2 separate regions of the Zea mays genome follow, and region 2 is linked to region 1. A link is a contact called in public Hi-C data. All regions are on one chromosome and are shown on one strand. The core of a region is the stretch at or near the end of the contact, and the rest is flanking DNA. Distances in the headings are between cores, read along the strand shown.

Evidence for each region. A called contact is a pair of places that touch in the nucleus more often than the background predicts.
Region 2: a contact with region 1 is called in a Hi-C map of tassel, with 2.4 times the contacts expected there. The contact joins the enhancer-like site here to the promoter of LOC100384115 in region 1. A contact is called at or near these places in 2 of 25 Hi-C or Micro-C datasets (endosperm and tassel).

The regions. Positions count from the first base shown.
Region 1 is chr4:19,531,102-19,538,470 of Zm-B73-REFERENCE-NAM-5.0, reverse strand. It overlaps LOC100384115 (Lipase/lipooxygenase PLAT/LH2 family protein), which reads left to right and starts at 2,280. Exons shown (of 4, transcript NM_001176703.2): 1 at 2,280-2,453; 2 at 3,064-3,247; 3 at 3,606-3,977; 4 at 4,075-5,348. The coding sequence starts at 3,067. The coding sequence ends at 4,805. It overlaps LOC100286162 (plastocyanin-like domain containing protein), which reads left to right and starts at 5,773. Exons shown (of 2, transcript NM_001159050.2): 1 at 5,773-6,067; 2 at 6,205-6,645. The coding sequence starts at 5,776. The coding sequence ends at 6,575.
Region 2 is chr4:19,917,206-19,924,343 of Zm-B73-REFERENCE-NAM-5.0, reverse strand. No RefSeq gene overlaps it. Among protein-coding and RNA genes, the nearest start is that of LOC100147731, 8.0 kb to the left of the region's middle. Within about 2 kb of position 4,028, at least 18 of the 20 cell types and tissues checked have an H3K27ac peak or open chromatin away from gene starts, as enhancers often do. A contact at or near this core is called in endosperm and tassel, where this site is marked.

The DNA.
Region 1 (7,369 bases), core at 1,031-3,530:
CCAGCTTGCAGCTCTCGACACAGAGGTTGTCGTGGGGGCTCATTAGAGCCTTCTTTTGCCGAGTGCTAGGCCATCATGCACTCGGCAAAGGCTCCCTCTTTGCCGAGTGCCAGTGAATACGCTCGGCAAAGTCTCTGTCTCTGTCACGACAACTTTTCTTTATCGAGCACCAGTTGGCACTCGGCAAAGAAGCCATTGCCAATGTATAGTTCATCGAGTCCTCTTTGCCGAGAGTCACACTTGACAAAAAGTTTGTCAAGTGTTTTCTGGGTTTTATCGAGTGCCTGAAGCACTCGACAAAAACAACTGTGTCCGATAGTGAATATTGGGCATCTAAATCAGCAACAATATTGATGACTATGTTGAGCTATGCGATTTTTATATAGAATTTAATCTCATTCCACTTCATATGAAAAATTTATGAATATATATATAAGAAAGGCTATGACATGTGGCCACTCCTACGTTAGTGAGACCATCGATAAAACCACTTTAGAATGATCAAGAGGTTTGTTTTAGGGCCTGTTTGGATCCCACGTGCTAAACTTTAGCGCCCCTTTGCTAATGGGTGCTAAACTTTAGAACACCATTAATAGTATCTTTTAGCACTTTTTAGCACTCGTGTTTGGATTTCTAAGTGCTAAAGTTTACTAAAAGTGTAGTGCTAAACTTTAGCACCGTGGATCCAAATATGCCTTTAGGGTGTGTTTAGTTGGGGAGCCAACTATAATAGATCGGTTTCATTCTAGTTTCTGAGAATGGAGTCATTTCATTTGGTGTTCGGCAAACAGAACGTGAACCACTCTATTTTTTATTTGGTTAATGAGTAGAATAGAGTGGGGCCGCTTCGTTCATTGTTTGGTTGAAGAACAATGACGAGAGAGAGGAGAGCGCTAGTGTCCGTGAGAGTACTCGTATCTAGTCGTTTTGGTGGAGTGGGACCTTCACAAATATTTGCTATATATATATATATATATATATATATATATATATATATATATATATATATATATATATATATATATATATATATATATATATATATATATATATATATATATATATATATATATATATACTTTAGGAGCCGCTCTGTTCCGCTTCCGTTGAATATCAAACATAAAAAAAGATAAGAATAGAACCGTTCCAATCTTCTCTGCTCTCCAGCCAAATACACCCTTAAATGTTAAGATGCCATGTTGTTTTATATTAAAGCACAAATGTGTTTTTACATTCAGCAAAGAAAAAGAGCGTTAAACGGACTGAAAATACATGATCCGTGACAAATTGGTCCTATCTGGTTTTGCTTCTCCTCACCACATTACATTGTAGCTAGAGAACGAGGGAGTTGTTGCGTTTATCTAGTTTAATGGTAAGTTGTCGATTCTATAGGAAGCGAAAATAATCTAGTCGCTTAGGGCTTGTTCGGTTCTACCACAATCCATATAGATTGAGGGAGATTGAGGGGGTTTTAATCCCTAGTAAGTCAAAATCCCCTCTAATCCATATGGATTAAAAATAACCGAACAAGCCTTTAGTGGGATTCTCACGTATTATCACCTATAAGCGAAACCAAATACGGCTTTTAAATCATGTGCTAGATGCAAGTGAGCAACTTAAAATGCGAAAAAAATGAAGTCCCATACGTTGCCAAGGATATGGAACAGCATAGAGCGAAGAGCATCCAATCCAATCTAGACCAACACGAGCATCAAACAGGGCATGTTTGGTTGAGATTTTTTTAAGAGCTTTTCTGACAGTATAGTTTGGTGATAATCGGCTGTACAGAAAATTTAAGTATCGTAAAAAAATTACATGCGAAAGAAATAAAAGAGTTTATAGGGTTTAGGATATAGAAAGTTACGGTTTAATACTATCGCAACGACTCGATCAATTTTATGTTTATATCTTGATTTTGGACGATTTTAACTAAAATAATTCTCATAGAAACAAGGTAAAAATCTAGACGTTTGCCGTAGCTCCTGGTGATAAAACTGAAACAAACAGTGCCACAATCTCACAGCACCGGGCCTCGGCCTTCCCCCAAAGACCGGGCCCGATCGGGCTCTAGACTCGTAGCCCCGCCTGCTTGTCTCCTTGATACCAGGCCGCAACTACAGCCACAAGCCCACAATCACGATTGCCCATTTGCCCTCCGGGCAGAAAAAAAAATGAAGCCCCGAAATCCCGAAAACACCCTCGCACGGGTCTCTCTCTCAGCGAAGAGCCAAAGACCGCGACTCATCCCACCCACGTGTCTTTCTCCGCCGCCGAACTCGAACGCGGCACGCCTCTTGCCTCACCACAGGCCAGACGAAGAAGCGGACCACACGCCACCAGCTCCACCTCCACGGAATCAGACGGTCTCCTCCTCCTTTTCTTTCTCCCGTGGACTGCAGCGCCGCCGGGTAGAGATCCCAAATCTGCGCCTCGACCAATTCCTCCTTCCTCCGGTAAGGCGGGCTCTATGGCCATGGATTTTTTAAGTCTAATTCTCTGTTACTGTACAGCCTTAGCGCGGTTGCTTGTCTACCACCTCCCTATGGCCCAACAAGCATATGGCATGGTATCTGGTATATATGATTTCGCTTTTTACCTTAGGAGGGCTATCCTAGTAGTGACAATCCTGTCCACGGCCACGCTGGTGTCGCAGTTCAGTTAAGTTATTATCTTTGATCTGTTCGTCACTCTTCAGGCATAATTCAGCCCATTCCCATCCCATTGTCCAATAATAGTGCACGGGTGGCCATTTGCTACCTTCGCATGTATGCTCAGCTCTGCCCCCGTTGCTCTCACGGTTTTGCTCTAGGTGGAACAAAAACAGATGAGACCTTTGATTTCTTTGTGGTGATTAGTTTGCTGCTTCAGCTGCCGTTGGTTCGGTCACGGATTATAGATCAGCTTTATATCCTGTATGCATTGATATTTGGGAAAATTCCTTGTATACCACAGCAATTTTGCCTGGTATCTTATTTGCCATCGTAAATGTTCTAAACCCTCCAAAAAAAAGTACATCACGAATGTAGCACTGCTAATAGGTCTGTTTTGCGATCGTTGCTACAGAGAATGGTGATCCTCTATCCAGGGTGTGTTGCTCCAACAGTTCACCGTGATTTTCTGCCCAGATGGGTGCTGCTGAACAACAGCTCGAGAATGTACTGCCATGTCTTTCCAGATAGAACGAAACCGAAAAGGCAATACAGGCATCAGTGGGTGCCTTGCTTCTCCAAGGGATCTTCGTTCCAAGGTACTCTACAGTAGGTCTGTCTGACCAGACTTTTGATATTGTCGCTCCAGCCTTATTTCTGTGCACTGGTAAACAATGAACGTATTCTATGTGATTGTTCTTTGCCAATATACCCATGAATATAGTATGCATTCATATTGGGTAGTAGTTTGCTTTCCTAAGGCATGTAATCCTCATGCAACTGTTTCTGCTTTCACGATGAATGGTACCGGCTACAACTGCAATGCAGTTGTAGTTTGTTTTTGCCAATTTACTTTATCATTTTAATTATCATTGACAACATGAAATCTCTGTTTCTTGTGTAAATTTACCATTCTATCCTCACCATCCAGTGACCATTGTTCCTCCAACTCTGCAGATCCACTGCCCTCTGTAAAGCCTTCACGCCTTCTTCCAGCAGAGGAACTAAAGACATATCCCAACACTGTTCCTGAGGAGATATTTAACACGATCATACTAGATGACTCCGATGCATTCTATGTGCTAGAACTGAGCACGAGTAGAGAATTTAGTTCCTCTTTGGATAAAAATTCTGCAATCTTAATCTGCCTATTTGATGTCGATGGTGACTCCCTATTACAAAGAGTACCGGCAATCTATTTGGGTCAACCTACACATGGATTTAAGACAGAGCAGCAGATACCCTTCCAAAGTGGTTCAGTTGATATCGTTACTTTCAAGGGGTCAAAACTGAAAACGATTAAAGAAGTCTGGATCGGTCTTGAATCAGGTACGTCTTCTCTGCAAATACAATGTAATGGTAGTAATATGTTCACTTGATGAGTGTCTTCTATCCTTTGTTTATTAATTTTACCCTTGAAGGTCAGGTTCATGGAGATTAGATGGTTTGAGCTTGAAAGTAATACATGGACCAGTTGGTCAGCCTAAAGAAATAAATGGAACTCCAGAACAGAAGTTCAGCGGTTTGCAGTACACTTTTGAGAACGTAAATGTGTTCCTTGGAGATGATGGAGCTTCAGTAGCTGAAGCAAGGCCGACGGCTATCACTGACCTCTCAGGAGTCGGCCTTTCTGATCTTCAACAAGGGATGTTATCCTCAAGAAGCAAAGCTTCAAGCATTCAGGAAGTAAGAGAGGATGGGTTGAGAGAGTACGCCGACCTTAAACAATCTCTGCTGCTCTATGACGCATCTATAGTGATAACCGGCTTCTCTACCTTCATCTTGGCTTCAAATGACAGCGCTGCCTATTCGTTCCTGATAGGTGGCATTGGAGGGTTCCTGTACCTGTTGCTGCTCCAAAGATCGGTTGATGGTTTGCCTGTGATCGGTTCACCTTCAGAAGCTGGCGGTGCACAGCCTTCGGTAAAAAGTTTCAGCGGTGTAAGGAGGCCATGGTTGATACTATCACTAGTACTGGTTGCAGGTGCAGTTGCACTGAAGTATGGTGCTGGAGGCGACAGCTTTGCGCTCACACCCACCGACCTCTTTGTTGGCACTGCAGGGTTCCTAGCAAACAAGGTTGCTGTTCTTCTTGCAGCGTTCATGCCTATGCTAAGTGACTCAAAGAGTGAAGATGGATCTGGTGACAGCAGTTAATTGGACTTCTTTAAAAATATGTTAGTAATAGTTTCCTATAGAAGATCTGTATTCAAGACTGGAACGGAATTAGCTGAAGTGCAAAGGACAAGTCCTAGTTTCTGAACTGGAAAAAAGAACCCTCTCATCTTGGTGACTGTGTCATCCTTGCAAGGGTTCAATTCACAGCAAGAGTTCAAGTGTTGTGGCAGTTTGAAGTCAGAAACTTAAGTTGTATTTTTCAGACATGCAGGACAGCTGTGTATCATTATATCAAGAAGAAGAAGAACAAAAGTCTAGGATACTTTGAAGCACCCTTAGAAAGGCATGACCAGTACAGCAGAAGAAAAACAGAGACACAAAAACTAAGGACATGGCCATAAACTACGGAGCGTTTTGGCTTTTGCCATACAGCACAACTTGATTTCATCTTAGAAACTTGAGTTGTAGTATAGTATACTCACCTATCGGACACTGAACTGTTAAGATGATATACCGACTACAGCTTTGTTGTATGTAAAAATATGACATTTGTGAGGTTAAATACACAGTAACTATCGAAACAAAATGCTTGGCGTTGCTCCAAATCACTATCATCTGAGTATTTTCTTGAACTGGAAGCTCTAGAGCGATTGTAGATTCACTCAACACAACATTAGCAGTATACGACTGTGAAAAGTTCCTGTCAAGTTCCGCTGGGCAGTAATTTTTTAAACTTATTATCTTATACAGATCTGAGATGAACACCATTTCCTAGGCAGAATTATCATTATATTCAATTGTAAGTATTTTACCACAGTCCATAGATCTAGTCACCGGCCACAGCATGGTACCTAGCCAGGTGGCCGCCGCCCCCACCTGGATGCCGCCGCATAAACCGGTGAATTCACTGACAAGAGTAGACACCCATTTTGCATCTGAAGCTTCTGCCTGTAGTCTGGCATTAGCAGCACATCATACATATATCACCAGCTTTCTCAAGTGCTGCCAGATGCTAGACATGGGCATTCCGACGACAGTGATGTTCCGAGTAGTCGTCATCGCCGTTTTCACCCTATCGACCGCTGCAGCCGCAGGCAATGCGACAGCGAGTCCGAGCTCCGTGACCAATTCAACGGCGAGCTCGACCAAGAACACCACGGCGCCACTGTTGCCGCCGTTTGGCACGAACCACGCGGTGGGCGACGGCGCGGGGTGGATCTTCGACTGGAAGGCGAACGCCTCGGCCGCCAACTACTCCGCCTGGGCTGCGAACCGCACTTTCTTCCTCGGCGACTACCTCAGTGAGTCCTCATCCTCGGCTTCCTCCCCTGCCCAAGTCCAAACTACTGTTTCTGTATGGAGCTCAATCGATCGACGCTGGTTACGTACTGACGTGTCTGACGTGTGTGGCTGGCGGCATGCTCCATCCATCGCAAAGGCTTCAGGACGGACACCAGCAACACGGTGGTGCACACGACCAACGCCACGGCGTACAGGTTCTGCAGCGCCGGCGTCGCGGCGAGAGGCGGCGGCGGCGGGTGGAAGCCGGAGGAGGCGTTCCTCGTCGTGATGCTCACGGCGGAGGGCACCAACTACTTCTTCTCCGACGCCTTGGACGGGGAACACTGCCGGAAGGGGATGCGGTTTCAGGTCGGCGTGGCACATGGCCGCGGTCTCCCGTCGGTGCCCCCGTCGTACTACGAGCCACTCTCCGGCGCGCCGGCGGGGACGCGAGCGCGACACGATGGAGCTGTGGCCGTGTGGGGCGTTGCGATGGTTGCAGCCTTTGCTGCACTTGCGTTTTCTTGATTTTTTTTTATTATTCATAACACAGGTTGTTGACAACCAAAAATGGCTAATAGTACGAGGAAGGCTTTTGCAGTGACGTTCCAGATAGCAAAACATGGACAAATACTACTAATATTTTGGAGCATCATGGTCAAAGTCGGAAGGAAAAAGATGAGAAACGACGGCGCCTTAGCAAGTCGGTAGCCCGGTATCCGGTTCTCTTCACCACGCTGCAGCCGTCCAAAGACCATCTCCAGCAACTTTCTCATTTTCATCCCATATTCAAACTTTAACTACGCCATAAGTAAACCGTCATAAGAGACCGACCCGTTATAAATAACCGGCTGCATTAACTACGTCTAGCATCGAGCCAAGGCGAAGTCACCGGTCCGCCTCCCACTCATGACTCGGAATGTGGCACACTCATATAGCTTACAAACCCCTCAGGCTACGACACATTTATGACTCGTGCGCCTCTATCCTGCGACACACTATTGACCTATCAGAACTAGATCCGAGTGCGTAGATTGATGGCAGGACATAATAAGACGAACCGCGCTAAGCCCCAGGCTATGAAGGTCACGGGTTGACACAACCCAAATGATAACGCTCGGGCCCCATACTTCCCACGCTGTCTGCCATAAAGAATACGATGCAACCAAGTGTTCCTGAGGTCCACGGGCTCGCGTGCCTTTACCCCAGATAAAACGTATGGTTTTACCATCACCCGGTGGCTCCTTCCTGAGGAACCCACCGCTGGCCGACCGCTTCCTCGGTCTATAAAAAGAATAGGTTGGCAGAACAAGGGACACATG
Region 2 (7,138 bases), core at 2,779-5,278, 380 kb before region 1:
ATGCACTTCCTAGATGAATTGGTTGGGGATCCACTATGAGACTTTCATAGAATACACTTAGTGCAAGCAAACATGGGATCCAATTATACCCTTAGTTTCATAATCTAAGTTTGGTTTGAGGAATCATTCCATCCAAAATGAAGTGATGCATCATGGGTCCATTCCTTAAATTTGGTGGGATGAACCCATTCCTCATATTAGTACTGTCACACCCGGTTTTGGAGGCAAAACCGAATGCATAACAAGTCCGAGGGGTGCTAGCGGGGTGGCCCGTGGGAGCTTGGTGTGTGGCTTGGGCCGACGGCGCTAGGCGCACGTAGGTGGCCGAGAGCGCGAGGTGGTCCAAGCAGGCATGTGTGCGTAGGTGGGCCGCGGGCCAGGAAGGGGGAGGGGAGCTGGCTGGGTGGGCCACGGGCGACGAGCTGGGCTGCACAACAGGTCGAGGGAAAGGGGAACTAGGCTTCTTTCTCTTTTTTATTTTCTTTCTTTTTCTCTTTCCTTTAACGATTTTCTTTTTTTAATTTATTTTAGTTTTGAATTCAAAATCAACCACGCTTCATAAGTTTAAGTGGCTGCAAAATCAAAACAAATCAACACACAGAAAGAAATGGATGTTCCAGCATATTGTACAACAATCATCACCCTTTTAGGGCTTTATTTTTTTACACATAACACTTACATATAAAACAAAATACTTCTCCATTATTTAGAAAAAAAGGAAAGGAAAGGCAAGTGAAAGAGAGGGTAACACATGAATTTGATGGATATGGGTGAAGAAATCTTATACCCCAAAAATTAGGATGTTACAAAGACACACATGGGAACCGGTAAAACCTCTTTATCGAGTGATTTAGTCCTGGCACTTGGCAAATAAGCTCCCTTTGCCGAGTGCTAGCCAGAACACTCGACACAGAGACTAGCAATAGGGCCACTGGTGTCCCTTTGCCGAGTGCCAGGCATGCAGACACTCGGCAAAGAATCTCATTTTGCCGAGTGCCAGCCAGTGGCTCTTGGCACAAAGGCTGTCATGGGGCTCTCTGGAGCTTTTTTTGTCGAGCGCGAGGCCAGCAAACACTCGGCAAATGCTCCTGATTTGCCAAGTGTCAGTGAGTAATTAACTCGGCAAAGCCTTCGTCACCGTTACTTGTTGTCATAACAGTGACTTTTCTTTGGCGAGTGCCCGATATAATGCACTGGACAAAGAAACTATTACTGATGTATAGTTTACTGAGTCATATTTATCGAGAGTCGCCCTCGGTAAAAAAATTTGTTAGAGTGTTTTCAAAACAGCTTGTTCCCATAGTGACACAGTGCACAAAGACGCATAGAAACGATGCGATTGGCACATGCAGCAGCAGAGCACAAAGACCAGTTGCCGGCCGCCGGCCGGCCCCAAGATGCTGATTGCTACCTAACCTCTGGGTCCCACCGCATATTTGCTTTATGATGATTGCACCACCATGCATGATTGGTACTAATACAAGGTTGTTGCATATACGCATGGATGGACATGAAAATAATGTGTATATGTATATGGTGGTGTGTGTGCGCGTGGGGTGGAGAGCTAAGTCTCTTATAGATGTTGTCTATAGATATCCGAACAGTAGGAGAGAGAGAGGCCATGTTTTTATGAAGCATTCTCGGTTAAATTGTCTAAAGTTTAGCAATTTATATAGATAAAAATATAATGTTATGACGCCAAATACATATATTATCAAAATATTTTTTATGAAGAATTCAATCGATATATATTTGGCACGATAAATATTTGTATTTTTTAGTATAGATCGGATCAAACTTGATATATTCTAATGTAAAACTATTTGAACATTGTGTTTTTTTAAGACGCAGAGTGTCGTATTTGAGTGGCCCGTGTATCACGAATTCACGATATACGGACACTCCCATCTCCATCATCTGTGGACCATATCCGACAGCCCAACATGGCGTGGCCTGATGTGATGTGTGCAACCCAATCCGCAAATAATACAAAAACAGATGCTTCCTTGGTTCCAAATTAAAAATTCATATTAGATAACCAAATTAAAAATTAATTAGTAAATTTATACAATACATTAAACTTAATGTATGTACCATCTATTTGAATATAGACATAAAAAAATTGAAGAGGTACTAAAAACAATTACTATATATTTTGGGACATAGAGACCGAGAGAATAGTGGTATACATATATTGCCACAATCATGATGCTAGTAGTAGTGCATTACTACTAGCTGGTACTGTAAAAGTGTCCCTACCTCGTTAATGCCTTTTACGGAACTGTTCGATGGAGGGCCTATCAACATAGACCATTCCATCTGATAGAGATTGCTGACCTACCCATGCATCCATCTTTCAAGGTCAAAAAATGATCATAATTTGCAGCGTCTCAGGATCTACTAGTAGTATCTATCTACCATCGATAACAAGTACTACTCTCTCTATTTTCTAAACTATAGGAACGTTTCGGACGATCATTCAGATATATAATTTTTTTGCTATAATGTACTACGCACCATTGAAGATATATACTCTCTTTATTCCAAACTATAAGACATTTTTAGATTTTCTACACGCACTGCTTTTGTTATATATTTAGATATAGTGTACATATCGAAAGCAATATATCTAGGAAAATCAAAAGGCCTTGCAATTTGGAAGGATGAAGTACTCCCGGCCTCTATCCTCAATTATAAGTTAGATTATCCTTTTTTAGAGTTAAAAGCATGCTAAATAATCAAATTTTATACAATAAAATAAAAATATTTATGATATCAACTGAGCATTAAATTCTTTATCAATTATATTATTATTATAGTATTCATATTTAATATTATAGATATTTGTAATTTTCTCTATAATTTTGATTAGATTTCATATACTTTTTAAGATATTCACTTTTGTAGAAAGTGGGAATAATGACTTAATGGGTAGCACATGTCTATGATTAACAGCAACATATATTAGACATGTACAACCTAGAGACCCTGAATTGGTCTTTCAAGTACTACAGATAGCTAATAGACTGCATGACACGACTCTAAGTCTTTGAATCATAAATACAATTAAGAGGCAAAATTACAAATAAAGTTAAGAGACAATATATATAGAGAATCACTAATAATTAGCCTCTTGTATTTTTTTTTAAATAAATCTTATAGAGACTTACCCTGTATGTACATATACGGCTGGCTGTAGCTAGTAAAGTGATAGGGACAGCTCACAGCTGTCATTGCACTACGCTACTTTTAACGAACGAGGTCCCCACTATCCGTAGAGCAAAAATAGAGAGAGAGTTAGATGATGATAGGCACTCATAATGCAGATTTCTATTTTTAGTAATAACTTTGTCGTGTAGATAGTTAGATGATGATTTATACACAATAGAATAGAGAGAGTAAAAATCAAAGAAACAAATTGATGGTAGAATAAACTAAGGGTGTTATGTCCAACCTATATACAAGATTTGTGCAAAATACAAATACTCCCTCCGCCAAAATAGTACGTAGTCGTCTCTAGTTTAAAAACTTAAATCTCCTAAAATACTCGAGAACTAGGAAAAAATTATCTTAATTTCTCCCTCTGTCCTTGAGAATTTCGAAGAATTTACTAGTCCTTAGCATAGAAATTACGGCACCATAAAATTTAACGGGGTGTGTCCAACCATTCCGACTCACTGATTAATTTGTTCTGCATGCATGGTTCACGTGACACCACCACATGTTTGATACTGGGTCGAGATCGGTCGATAGATCGCCGGCACACGGACTGCCGTGGGTGGGTGATGGGTGGGACCACCTCCGACGACGACAGGCCATGTTTTTTTTTGGTGGTGTGGGCCAGATCGGGCAGGCGTGCAATCCGTGTTCGTTTGCCAATTAGCGCACTGTGCAAAAGTTTCGTCGTGTTGTTGTGCGCCAACAACCAATCATGTCGCTGCTGGTTGCATGCATGCGACAATAGCTAGCAGCTGGTCACGTCCGGATGAGGATGTTTCTGCACCACATGCATCATCCATCCTACCGTTGGTTCACAGATTAGCACCACACAGAGTTCACAGGTCCATTCATCCGCATCCACAGCTGGGCCTCGCTGGGCCGTGAGCCAGGCCCAACGCCGCCTCCACAGCCATGCGCTGCGCCCGTAACAATGATCTAAATACAAATACTTGCAACGCTGTCTATGAATGAAATAGATGAAACACCATTGGTTTTGTTAAAAGCTAAAATGGTAATAGAATATTAGTTAAACTTACTTGAAACATCACGTACTATTGTGCTATATAGTTAGACAAATACTTATCATGTTGTCGGTCATATAGATCTAATTAATGTTGCCGATCATACTTTTGACGTCGCCTCTCATGCTTTATCGTGTAGCCTAATCACGTCTTAAATATGAAGCAACTCTTGTGTCCTGTGGTTCAACGCATGTTAACTCTATAGGTATGCCACAAAGATGCTGCCTTTTAAGCTCTCATGCATTTGCTTTGAGTCAATCACTCTATTAAACATGGAGTGCCTGCAACACAATAATGTGGAACATCAATTTCATATGTGTATTATAGGATTTAAGGAAATACACCGTCCATTGATCTTTACAACTACTATTGATTTGGATATGTTGTTCCATGACATCCAATAATATAAACTTCCACATTGCTTGACATTACACCTCTGGCAACTTCCTGTATAAATAAGGGGGTGTTTGGTTTCTAGGGACTAATTTTAGTCCCTCCGTTTTATTCCATTTTAAGTCATATGTGTTAGTCATTGCAAACATATGATGTAATATAGGTTTTCATATGTTTAGCATTGCAGATATGACCATCAACATCATAAGTGTGTTTCTAATCATTGCCACGGTTCTATTTATGCTTCTTAGATCAATCTTGGAACACTTATGAAGCCTGGAGTTTGCGAACAACATGGTAAGCCTCCTCATGGAACTATCATCTATACATATATGTGTTCATAATTAGATAATTTATATGTTGAGAGTATAAGACAAAATACCCAAAATATTTTACCAGACAATATTGCTTCTCGATCAAGTAAATGGATGAACATCCTCGATTCTTGTCCATCGATTGCTTAAGGATCTCTTTGAAATATATATTATTTACCTGTATACGACCACATCACACTAAATCTTTGACAATCTTTCATGCTTTCTTATGAAACATGCATGTATGTGCATGGACCAACTAGTTTTCTTCCACTAGGAAATGAAAATGTTGCTGCAAAATAAAATGTGTGGTAAGGACAAATATGTACTATATTTCAAAAAAACTTAAGCACAAAATAAAATATAAAACAATCTTATATAAAAGTCATGCCACATTGCTCCTTGTGTATTTTGATAGTTCGTATTAACAGTGAACCGACAGTGGTCCAAAGATATGGCAGGAACTCAGTCACCACAAGGCATAGTTACCATTCATGGCCAAGAAAATGATAGAGGTTACCTAACTATGGTATGGTGGCCACTGCCAACGAATGTGTCATTAATCTAGGACATGTAAACCGAAGGTATGATATAAATATTTAAAAATTATAATAAATATATAAAACAAAGATAGAAGAAATCATCACCCATTGCCACAAGCTATTATCATAGACTTGTAATCCTCTTGAGTAGGCGATATAGGAGGAGATACTACATAGCTCATACTATGGCGTACAAAGATCATGATGCCTTAGAGGGGGCATAAGTATGATTTTCTACAAATTCTTGCAAAAAAGAACTCCTAATTGCAAGGACAATTCCACACTAGTGTATAATTTATATATAAGAGTTTTACACCCTAATTTCCAACTCTACACTATTATGGCAATTCTAAGAATGTACATTCTTGAAGTAAACTGTTCAAAAAAATGCAAAAGGTAATGTAAGGGTTAGAGTACTCCTTGATGTTTTCCAAGGTCTTGAATAGTGACGGCAACGGGTGGAGTTCAGATAGGGTAAAAACCGACCATCAACTGTACCGTGGGTATTACTCATGCCCACCTCCCACTATAATCGCGTGGTAAAGTTTTATTTATCTTTTTCTATCTTAATACTAAATTGCTTACGGATACACTGTATTTAAAATACTCGTTTGAACACGGAGAATCCGTAAGCATAGAATACATTCCCTTGTTATGTAAGCCTATATATAGTTATATAGTAAAGATAAACAGCTACTATACGGCTATTCAGCGATTACTCCACTCTTACACAGAAGCGCGTGCGACGGCCTCTTGTCCTGCGGCCGACGAACACCTAATTTTTAGCAAGTTCTATATTTAAAAGTTGTCAAATAACCGAGTGACATCAGACCATCTTTATATTTTTTGTTAAAATCAACGACTATAGTTTTGTGATTAATAAATAAAAAAATCATAAACTTCACCGCCTACTTTAAACTAAAAGATCTACCTTGGTCCAGTCTCTCTTGCACCGAAGCCCATGAACTGAACAGCCCCTATATTAGTGCTCGATTCAGAGATAACGTGGGCTCGGATCAAATGGGCCTATGCACTGAGCATGGTTCATCCATCCGTTACAGTTTGAGCTTTTTTTTTATCCAGTGCTTGTTCTTGAAAATAGTTTTCTTCTCTACATGTGTGTATGTGTAGCGACAGAGCTAACGACAGGCACCTGTACCGCAATGGCCAGCAGTCCAAAATGATTTCATTCAAAGCCGGATCCTGCCATTTCTGGCAGCCCTTTAGTTATTGCCTGCAACGAGACAAATACGAATTTGTTTCATATTGATAACAACGTACTGTATATGAATATGCTGACAGTATTGGCAGGGAGCAAAACCATAATAACCTACTACTATTCGAGAACTTGAAGTTGAGAACGACCTTTTGTAAACAGGGAACATAGAGTTTGACAGAAACTCAAAAGAATTGGAAGTGCTATTGGCCTTTTCTGAATTTTGGTTTCTTCTCAGCTATACGTACGTACTCTGCTGATTGAGGTGGATGCACTGTGAATACCGAATTTATGCAGAGCGAATCTAACACATGTGGTCTTGGTCCACATTTCCGGTTAATGAGTAGCCATCAAGGTGTGAACTAATAAGTACTCGCTTGCTTAGACTGTGGTGGAACTTGTCCACACAGGTTAAAGTTTTAAATGTATCTG